2 separate regions of the Sus scrofa genome follow, and region 2 is linked to region 1. Evidence: chromatin contacts called from public promoter capture Hi-C data. All regions are on one chromosome and are shown on one strand. The core of a region is the stretch at or near the end of the contact, and the rest is flanking DNA. Distances in the headings are between cores, read along the strand shown.

Region 1 (4,682 bases), core at 758-3,257:
CACACCACCATTATTTTGTAAGATGATGACACACATAAAATCAATCACCTTCATAATGGTTGATGACTTCTTTAAATGTAATCTTCGGTAATACACAGAATAAACCCAATACTAATGGGATAATTAGTTTAGGTGCCTGTAAAAAGTAGATTACCCACCTTTTCTAAATCAACCTCTATCTCCATTAACTAATACACAGTTATTGCTCACCTTCGCAAATATTACCCATATTTAACTTTTCTAACTATAAAATGCATATGCTTTATAATCTTGGAAACATGAATAATAAATAAAAATCATAATCCCACTTTTGGTACAAATTCTTCCAGTCACTTATCTATACAGACATCAAACCTCTTTTTTCTTAAGAAATTGGATATCATAGAAAATGAGTGCCTTAAGTGGTTCATTCGAGTCTCCCATATTCCAAAAGTTATCATCACAACATTATAAAGAAGTACAGTGTTGTTACTTCTTAGCAGTTGCAGAATTTGCCTATTTACTTATTCATATGTAGTTTTCTTCTGTGAGGGTATGATGTTAGACTTGATTTTCTACTACATCCACTTGTGTAAGAGAAAAAGCACAGACATGAAAGAGAAAAAGGCCTAGCTTTCAAATCTTGATTTTCTAAATTAGGATGAATGTGACCTTGTGTAAATTACAACCTCTCAGTGTGTCTCTTAGATGGAAATGGAAATAAATGCACCAACCAAACAGAGTTGTTTCTAGGATTAAATGATACATGTGAAGAGAGCAACCAGTGCCTGCCTGGCATTCAGTATTAACTCCACAAATACAGTTCTTCCCATTAAAAAAGGCGTGAATGAGACACAACTACTAAAAATCATACTTTTAGACATAAATACGGTGAAAAGCGGTTATTTTAATCAGAACTTGCACTCATTTGTAATTTAAATTACTTCGCAACCCACTTACGCCAACGAAAACTCGGGGTATTACTGCACTAAAAATATTTTCTTTTCCTGAAGTAAAATTTTAAGTCCGTTTTACACATGCTTAGCTAACTGAAAATACAGCCATCGAGAAGAATGTAGAAAATCTCTCTTGTAAAACTATACTATGAGCTAAAAGCCTGCAGTTGAGAATTTCTTTTAAGAAGGATAATTAAGGGATGAAAAAAAGAAAACGAAAATGGAACTCTAGGCTTTTTTTTCCACTTCTAATGTTAAGTTTGGGGATGAACAAGACAGCAATTCTTTATAGTAGTTTAGAGAACGCCACAGAAGAGAAGGGTAAATGTGAACTGCTCCCTCCGTAGGTCCAATGACCTGGGATCCTAAGACTTAAAAAAACTTGGGGTTTTTCAACGGCACTGGGGAATCAGGCGGAGGGGAGGAGGGGAGAATACGGTCTGTAAAAGTGAGAGCAGAAAAAGCAAAGGGAGGGGGAGGGGCAGCCCCCAAAAGCCAAAGACAGAAGCTTTGGCGAAGCGGCATTGGGAAAGAAAAATAGGGAACTAAGAAAACGAGGGAATTCCAACGCAGAGCAAGGAGGAGTGGAGGGAAACGTGAGCAATCAGGAGGCTGCGGGCAAAAGATGGGCAGTGTCATCCACGGTAAGGGTCGACCCGGGGAAGGGAGCAGCAGCAGGACCAGAAAGCCAAGACAGGATGTGGGCCCGGGTAGGAGACCCAGAGGCCTCCGGGGTCGCCGAAACTGAGAGAAAAGAAGCTGGGGGAGGAAGGGGGCCGGAGCAGCACTGGGCGCTACGGTACCTGCAGAGATCGTCCAGGACGCTGCCGGGAATCTCCACCCGTTTGGTCTCCATGATGAGGACCCACAGCAGGAGCAGTGCATCCCGGCTCCGCGCGGCCGGGGACCGAGGACACGGAACGGAGACTCCGGCTAGTCAGAAAGGGGGCAGCGGTGGCAGCGGTTCCAACGAAAACGAGAAGGGGAAGGGGCGGGACCCGCTCACTTCCGTCCGGCTCTCTCAACCCAGGACCCCGAGGCTGGGCCCGGGCGCGGGGCGGAGCCCCTGGGGCCACGCCCCTGCTCTGCTTGAAAGGCCCAATGGGAAGGCTGGAGAACCGGGAGCCTGGACAAGCTAAGCCAATGAGACATTTGTTTATTGGTCCGTCGGCTCCAATCCGCCTTCAAGCTGCTCAGTCGCTACTCAGAAAACCAACTTCCCGCCGCCTCGGACTGGGCCTTGGGGCGGGGGACAGGCGCATGCGCCCTATGCTTTCTTGGCACTACTAGAAAGTCTACAGGACTTCAATTTTACTTGTAGATCTCGAGACCATATCCGGGATGTGGGCAAGGTCTGCGCGTCCTCTTGGTGGCTGAGTAGGCTCCGACGTCTGTACTGCAGAGCCTGCAGGCCTGGTTCCTGTCACCTGATATCCCCAACACACACTCACCGCCGCCCCTAACCCCTGCAGGCTAAGGGTTATGTCTCTTTTCGCTACAAACCCCTGAAAAGAGTTTTTTAAGTTTTGTAGTGGCTCGCCTCTGTCCCTCTGCGGGCACCCAGCCCTGGCTGTGAAGACAAGGGTCTCTATCCCAGTATTTGACACACTATGAGATCACAGAAATACGAATTGATTTTTACCCAAACTCAGGAGCTTGCATTCCGCTTTCTGTATGCTCACACCACTCCAACCGGCTAGTACTCATTCCCCATCTTGCGTAATGGAGTCCAATCCATTTGGGATGAATCCTTAAAGAAACTCTGGATCCATCCATTTTTTTAACTTGCTCCTTTGCTATCAGACCCACAGGCCCACATGCACGGTCGTGAAATTTAGTCCATTCTTCGACTTAATCTCCCATCTTTTTTCTAAATTTCTGTCCAAACACACTTTGCCTTTATATCAGTTTGGGTTTTTTTTTTTTTTTTTTTCTCTCTCTTTTTTTTTTAAGGGCCGCACCTGCAGCGTATGGAAATTCCCAGGCTATGGGTCAGATTGGAGCTGAAGCTGCCCGCCTACACCACAGCCACAGCAAAGCTGGATCCCAGCAGTGTCTGCAACCTACACCACAGCTCACAGGCAACAACAGATCCTTAACCCACTGAGTGAGGCTAGGGATGGAATCTGTTTCCTCATGGATGCTAGTCAGATTCTTTCCGCTGAGCCATACTGGAAACTCCTGGTTGGCATTATTTTTCCTCACAAATCTGAGACCTCTGCCTCCATTTTTTGCCTGTACCAAACCCTGCCCAATTTTTGTTGTGTTTTGTTTTGTTCAGATATGTGCTTGTTACCATCTTTTTGGCTTCCGATACCTCCCCTGCATTATCTTCTGACATATGATCAAGCCCAAACTTGACACAGGAGCCCTATTACCATCTATTTTACTCTCCTGTTTTCCATCTTTGACCTTTGCTTTTTTACTGGAGGATTCTCCAACTTTATTTTCAAGCTGTCTATAATATTTACTTTTCTAGAATTCTTTCATTCTGCAAATGTCTCTTTGGGTTTGTTGTTTTGGGGTTTTGTTTTGTTTGTTTGCTTTTTAGGGCCGAACCCGAGGCATATGGAGGTTCCCAGGCTAGGGGTCCAACCAGAGCTCATCTGCCGGCCTAAGACACAGCCACATCAATGCAGAATCTGAGCCACGCCTGTGACCTACACCACAGCTCATGGCAATGCCGGATTCTTAACCCACTGAGCAAGGCCAGGGATCAAACCCAAAACCTCATGGTTCCTGGTTGGATTCATTTCTGGGCCATGACAGGAATTCCAAGTGTCTCTTTGTTGTGGTGTCACAGTCTTGCTTCAAAGATGCCCTATCCCTAGGGGGATATTAATACATTTTTAACATTTCCTTCTTCCTGAATAGTCTTTTATTCGTCTCAGTTGCTTTTTCCTATTAATTTGGTGTCCACCTATCATATTAGAAGTTTTCTGGTGGTCCTCAACTATTCACTCATACTTAAGAGTAAGTATGGAACTAAAAAACTGAAGGCAAGTGCTATAAAAGCTGATCAGAAACTCCCAGCATGCAAGTGGGACTTGTTTTCCAAGAGCTTCACAGTAGGATTATCTGACTGGGCTATTGGTTGGGAACACATGGAGTCAGTATCTGTAGGTCAGTCTTTCCAGCTGGTCAATTCCCTGAAGAGAAAAATCCTTCCAGCCAAACTGGAAATAATTCTGGGAGTCAAGTTGGGGCGAACAGGCTGACATACTCTGTTTGCTTTATTCAATCTTCCCTGGCACAGTACAAGTCTAGTTTGGGCTTCCTAAGAAGCAGGCCCTGAGACAGGGCTTGAGTGCAAGTAGGTTATTTGGGAGGTGATCCTGGGAAAGACTCGCGGCCGAGCAGGGAAGTGAGTAGAGGAAGGGAAGAAAGCCAAGGAAGGGAAAGGGGCCAACGCCAAAAAAAAAAAAAAAAAAAAAAAATCAGGTTACCAGCCCACTGAAGAACCGAGAGGAAGTCTCCCTGCTCCCTCATCTCTTTATAGTCTCCTGACTCAGGGGAAGCTATATGACTACCTTTTTGGCTTTTAGGGGCCAGAAACTCATTCAAAGTGCTAAACCAATCGCCCCCCCCCCCCCGAGACTGCCAGTGATGTCTGGGGGCAAGCATTTTCCAAGTTACTTCCCTGCCCATTCCCCCCTCACCCCTGCCTCCTCTGACACACATTCCTAAGCCCTGGGCTAGTGCACAGGAGCAACCCTCATAGCGGTCCTCCAAGCTGTGACTTCCACA
Region 2 (4,682 bases), core at 1,094-3,593, 350 kb after region 1:
TCTGTAGATTGTCTTGGGTAGTATAGTCATTTTGATAATATTGACTCTTCCAATCCAAGAGCATGGTATGTCTTTCCTTTTTTTGTGTCATCTTTGATTTCTTTCAGCAGTGTCTTACAGTTTTCAGAGTACAGGTCTTTTGTCTCTTTAGGTAGGTTTACTTCTAGGTATTTTATTCTTTTGGATGTGATGGTAAACAGGATTGCTCCCCTAATTTCTCTTTCTTTCATTGTTAGCATACAGAATGGTCAAACAGAAAACAGGGCAAATAAAAGAGGCCGAATTTTTAAAAATTTATTAATTATTATTAATTTTATTGTGGTAAGAATGCTTAACATGGTATCCAGCCTCTTAGATTTTTAAGTGTACAATACAGTTGCTATCTCTAGGTACAAAGTTGTACAGCTGATCTCTAGAACTTTTCCATTTTGCACAGCTGAAACATTATGCCGATTGATTAGCCATTTCCCCTCCCCTCCCACCTCCCAACGCCCTGAGGCTGAATTTTAAGAAATGGGCTTGAAACTAGAGTCACCTCTACAGGACTTACCCTCTCTTTTCCTCTTTCCTGTCCCTTCGAATTTCCATACAGTTAAAATCTGATTACAGTAAGTAACTGAACAGATATGTAATAAAGCAGGTAGAATCTAGGTAGTAGATGTACAGAAGTGTTCGTTGTAAAATTATTCAACTTGTCTACCTTTTCTGGGCCATGCCTGCGGCATGTGGAAGTTCTTGGGCCAGGGACTGAACATATCAATCATAGTCACAGCAGTGACGATACCAGATCCTTACCCACCAGGTCACTAGGGAACTCCAATACATTTGAAATTATAATAAATACTGGAAAATAAATGACTGAAGCAGAGGTTACAAATGGGGGGCCCACAGGACCTATTAGGCCCATAGACATGATTTATTTGGCCATCAAGATTTTTTAAGAATTTAAAAAGTGTTTATACAATTTTTAAGGGTTACATTCCACATACAGTTACTACAAAATATTGGCTATATTCCTTGTGCTGTGCAATACATCCTTGAGCTCATCCTACACCCAGCACTTTGTACCTCCCACCACCACCACTATATTGCCACCCAGCTGGTAACCACTATTCGTTCTCTGTAAGTCTGCTTCTCTTTTGTTATATTCCCCAGGTTTGTTTTTGTTTTTGTTTTTTCAGGGCTGCACCCACGTCATATGGAGGTTCCCAGGCTACAGGTTGAATTGGAGCGCTAGCCACCGGCCTACACCACAGCCACAGCCATGTGGGATCCGAGCCATGTCTGCGACCTACACCACATCTCACAACAATGCTGGATCCCTGACCCATTGAGCAAGGCCAGGGATATTCAATCTGCATCCTTATGGATCCTAGTCAGGTTCGTTACCACTGAGCCACAATGCGAACTCCTCCTTAGTTTGTTATATAAGATTTTTTTTCAAGTTGAATCAGTTGCAAACATTTTAAAAGACAGGAGACTTCACATAAAAATCTGGACTTCCATTTTTTTTTCTAGAATAATCAGGATATCAATAACATCAGGCCCCACATTCGTGCCTGGCAACAGTTGGCTGGGGGTGGGGAGTGGCTGTCTCCTCTCCATGGGCATTTTCTCTCCACTTGGACATACCCTCCACTCAATACACACTCCTCATTTACTTACTTGAATGGGCCAGCTCCTCAGCTGATGACACTGAGACAGAGCAAGTTCAAAAGGGGGGAAAAGACATTAAAGGGTGGCATACGTGTCTGTGTGCACATATGCAGCTGGCAGGAAAATGCAGCCCAGCACCTTCATCTTTGTTTTGTTTGGTCAAGAAGCAAAGCCTCCTCCTTGGCCTTCTGCTCACAGCCTCCCAAGATGCTGCTCAGGGTCAAGCCATGAGGCTAAGTGGGAAGCATAGCCCATAAACAACTCAGGGTGTGACTATATCAAAAAAAAATCTTAGGGCCAGCTGAGCAAGGCTGTTTATTTTAGATGTTTGCTTTCCGACTGAAATGCCTCAGTCAGTGCACTAAATAGACTGTCTCCTATCAATTTGTTGCCAGCATCTCTTATCATAAAGCTTCCGTTGTTAGATGCCAGGCAAAAAGAGTCAAGCAGAACTCAGCAGTCCTAGAGCCTGAATTTGATCTGTGCATCTCGTGATGGGAAAATTCTACCTCTTTCATTTTTCTTTCTGGCATAAAAGAGGTGTAGGGGTCAAAATACTTTTTCAGAGGCAAATGGATGCTTGTCAGTGTTTAGTGTTTCCAAATATAGATCTCCCCTCAGCTTCTGCTTTCTCCTTGCAGGGATCCACACTCAGAATGATGCTTCACTGGGGGGCGCTGTGCCCTCGAGGTCTGCTCTGTGTTGGGAGGTCCTAGGGTAGGAGCATGTCTATGAAATCTGCTAATAATCAGTCCACCGTGAGTGCTGTCAGAAGCGCGATACATTCTCCTTTGTGACGATAGCAACGGTGAACTCTGCTCCCTCTGCCCTTCTATCCAGTGCTTTCGATTGAGCTTGGAATCAATTCTGTTTCCATCCCTGGCCAGCTGTCCTTATGTGGTCTGACCCGTGTTTATCTTCTAGCCTATTCTTCCCTCCCCACCCCCAACTCCACCAGGCTCCAGCCACACCGTCCAGTTCCTAAATAGAAAGCCTCTAATTCTTCAACAACCACAGCTTGTCCTTGCCCGGGGCTGCTGCACGTGCTCCTCTGCCTGGACCACCATCCCCCCAGCTCTTGACTTGGCTGGCTGCTTCCTTCATTCCGGCTTCCAGTCACATACAGCCCCCACAGAAGCCTCTTCTGACCACCATCCCTTTCCCCTTATGCCCAACTGCTATGACATTATGCTCTATTATCTAAAGTTATTTTCATTTACTTGCTCATTTCTTTTTTTTTTTCTTTTTTTTCTTTTTTTTTTTTTTTTTTTTTTTTTGTCTTTCTGCCTTTTCTAGGGCTGCACCCGTGGCATATGGAGGTTCCCAGGCTAAGGGTGGAATCAGAGCTGTAGCTGCCGGCCTATGACAGAGCCACAGCAACGTGGGATCCGAGCCGCGTCTTCAAGCTACACCACAGCTCACAGCAACGTCGGATCCTTAACCCACTGAGCAAGGCCTGGGATCAAACCTGCAACCTCATGGTTCCTAGTCTGATTCATTAACCACTGAGCCACTACTGGAACTCCTACTTGCTCATTTCTTGTTACTGTCTTGTCTACTTGAATATAAGCTCCACAAAAGCAAGGCCCTTGTCTTTTGTTTGCCAGAGAATCCTCCATTCCTGGAACAAGTGTTTAATCCACTAATATCACCCAGGAAAAAAGAATTAGAGCAATTGTGGAGCTGTAGGCAATAGGGCAAATGTTTAAAAAAAAAAAATCAAGTCTATGTACGCTATGGGTCTGCTTTAAGAATGGCCTTTGAAAGTTTGTTATATTTGGATGCCAATATTAAATTAAAAAATGGGAGAGGAAGGCTGAGATTTGATGGTGTAATTTATTTTCTTAATTATTAAGAGTTTGTATCAGGGCTTTGACTGGTGACACAAAAGGTAAGGCTGCCACCTAGTGTTTAGATGTGTGGCTTTTTTTTTTTTTTAATACCTTAAAAAAAAAAAAAAAAAAAAATCGAATGAGTCCATAGGAAGCCAAACTTCACAACTTGCTGTAACACAGACCAGAATTTACCAAGGGAACATAATTCCCCACAAACTGTCTCTTAAGGGGCCCTAAATGGATTTGTTCCAGTCTCACGGGCTTCTGCCAAAAGTTAAGATACTGTCTTTGTTAGCTACAAAAAAAATTCCAAGCAGCCAAGAGAGCTGTCAAGCTCAGTTTCACAAGGTAGCATATTCTCCAGACTGTTTTCCTAAATTCCACCTGCCTCTCCTGTCAAGGTGTGCTGCTTATAAAGTAAGTGAAGTCAGCATTAAAGAAAATAGCACCCCACTATCTCAGTTGCTGTTTGTCTTGGTGACACACAGAAGGTTCAGGAACTCATGCACCTAACACCTAAGAGGTTGCAACCAAGCACAAGACTTACCTGTGCTGAAAAATCTTGGTAGTCTTAGGCTGGGTATCTTCCATTCCCTTGCCATGTCAAAAACTGGCAAGACAAAGGGAATCTGGAAAAGTGGCCAGAAGAGGGTGGCAACAGGGCAGCCCTTCTAATAAAGAGCCTCGGTTATAGGCTCCTAAAATATCATTCTGGGAAACTAGGTTATTAGAAATGATGGGAAATGGGGGGTGAGATGAGCTGGTGGATGGGAATAACCATGGCAACCAAACTGTCCATTTTCTTATTATTTCACTTTCCTTGAGACTAAAAATAGATCAAGTGTAGGTCACTGCAAACAAGCCCAGGAAAGGTTTATGTCTCCTGCTGCAGCTTTTTCTAGCTTTTGTGTGTATGTGTGTGTGCGTGTGTGTGTGCGTGTGTGTATGTGTGTGTGCATGTGAAGAAACACTCTCCTAACACCAAAAATCCATCTTATACCTTTTTTTCCCTAACCATATAGTGTGCTCTATATATTTTATCTTTTTTTTTTCTTCTTTTTTGGCTACTCGAGGCACATGGAGTTCCTGGGCCAGGGGTCAGATCTGAGCCGTAGTCTCGTTCTAAGCCAAAGCTGCAGCAACGCTGGATCCTTTTCCACTGTGCCGGGCCAGAGATCAAACCTATGTCCC

Evidence for each region. Promoter capture Hi-C pulls out the DNA fragments that hold promoters and counts their contacts.
Region 2: a promoter capture Hi-C map of liver shows a contact between it and region 1, with 7 times the contacts expected there. The contact joins the enhancer-like site here to the promoter of DCP2 in region 1. A contact is called at or near these places in 1 of 5 promoter capture datasets (liver), 9 of 47 Hi-C or Micro-C datasets (embryonic fibroblasts, fetal heart ventricle, fetal skeletal muscle and 6 more) and 1 of 2 datasets of contacts at active chromatin or transcription factors (alveolar macrophages).

Annotation. Positions count from the first base shown.
Region 1 is chr2:116,802,686-116,807,367 of Sscrofa11.1, forward strand. It overlaps DCP2 (m7GpppN-mRNA hydrolase), which reads right to left and starts at 2,008. Exons shown (of 11, transcript XM_003123832.5): 1 at 1,739-2,008. The coding sequence starts at 1,791.
Region 2 is chr2:117,154,413-117,159,094 of Sscrofa11.1, forward strand. All of the region lies in intron 3 of LOC106509522 (a long non-coding RNA gene), which reads right to left. Among named protein-coding and RNA genes, the nearest start is that of EPB41L4A, 78 kb to the right of the region's middle. Within about 2 kb of position 2,344, at least 10 of the 83 cell types and tissues checked have an H3K27ac peak or open chromatin away from gene starts, as enhancers often do. A contact at or near this core is called in liver, where this site is marked.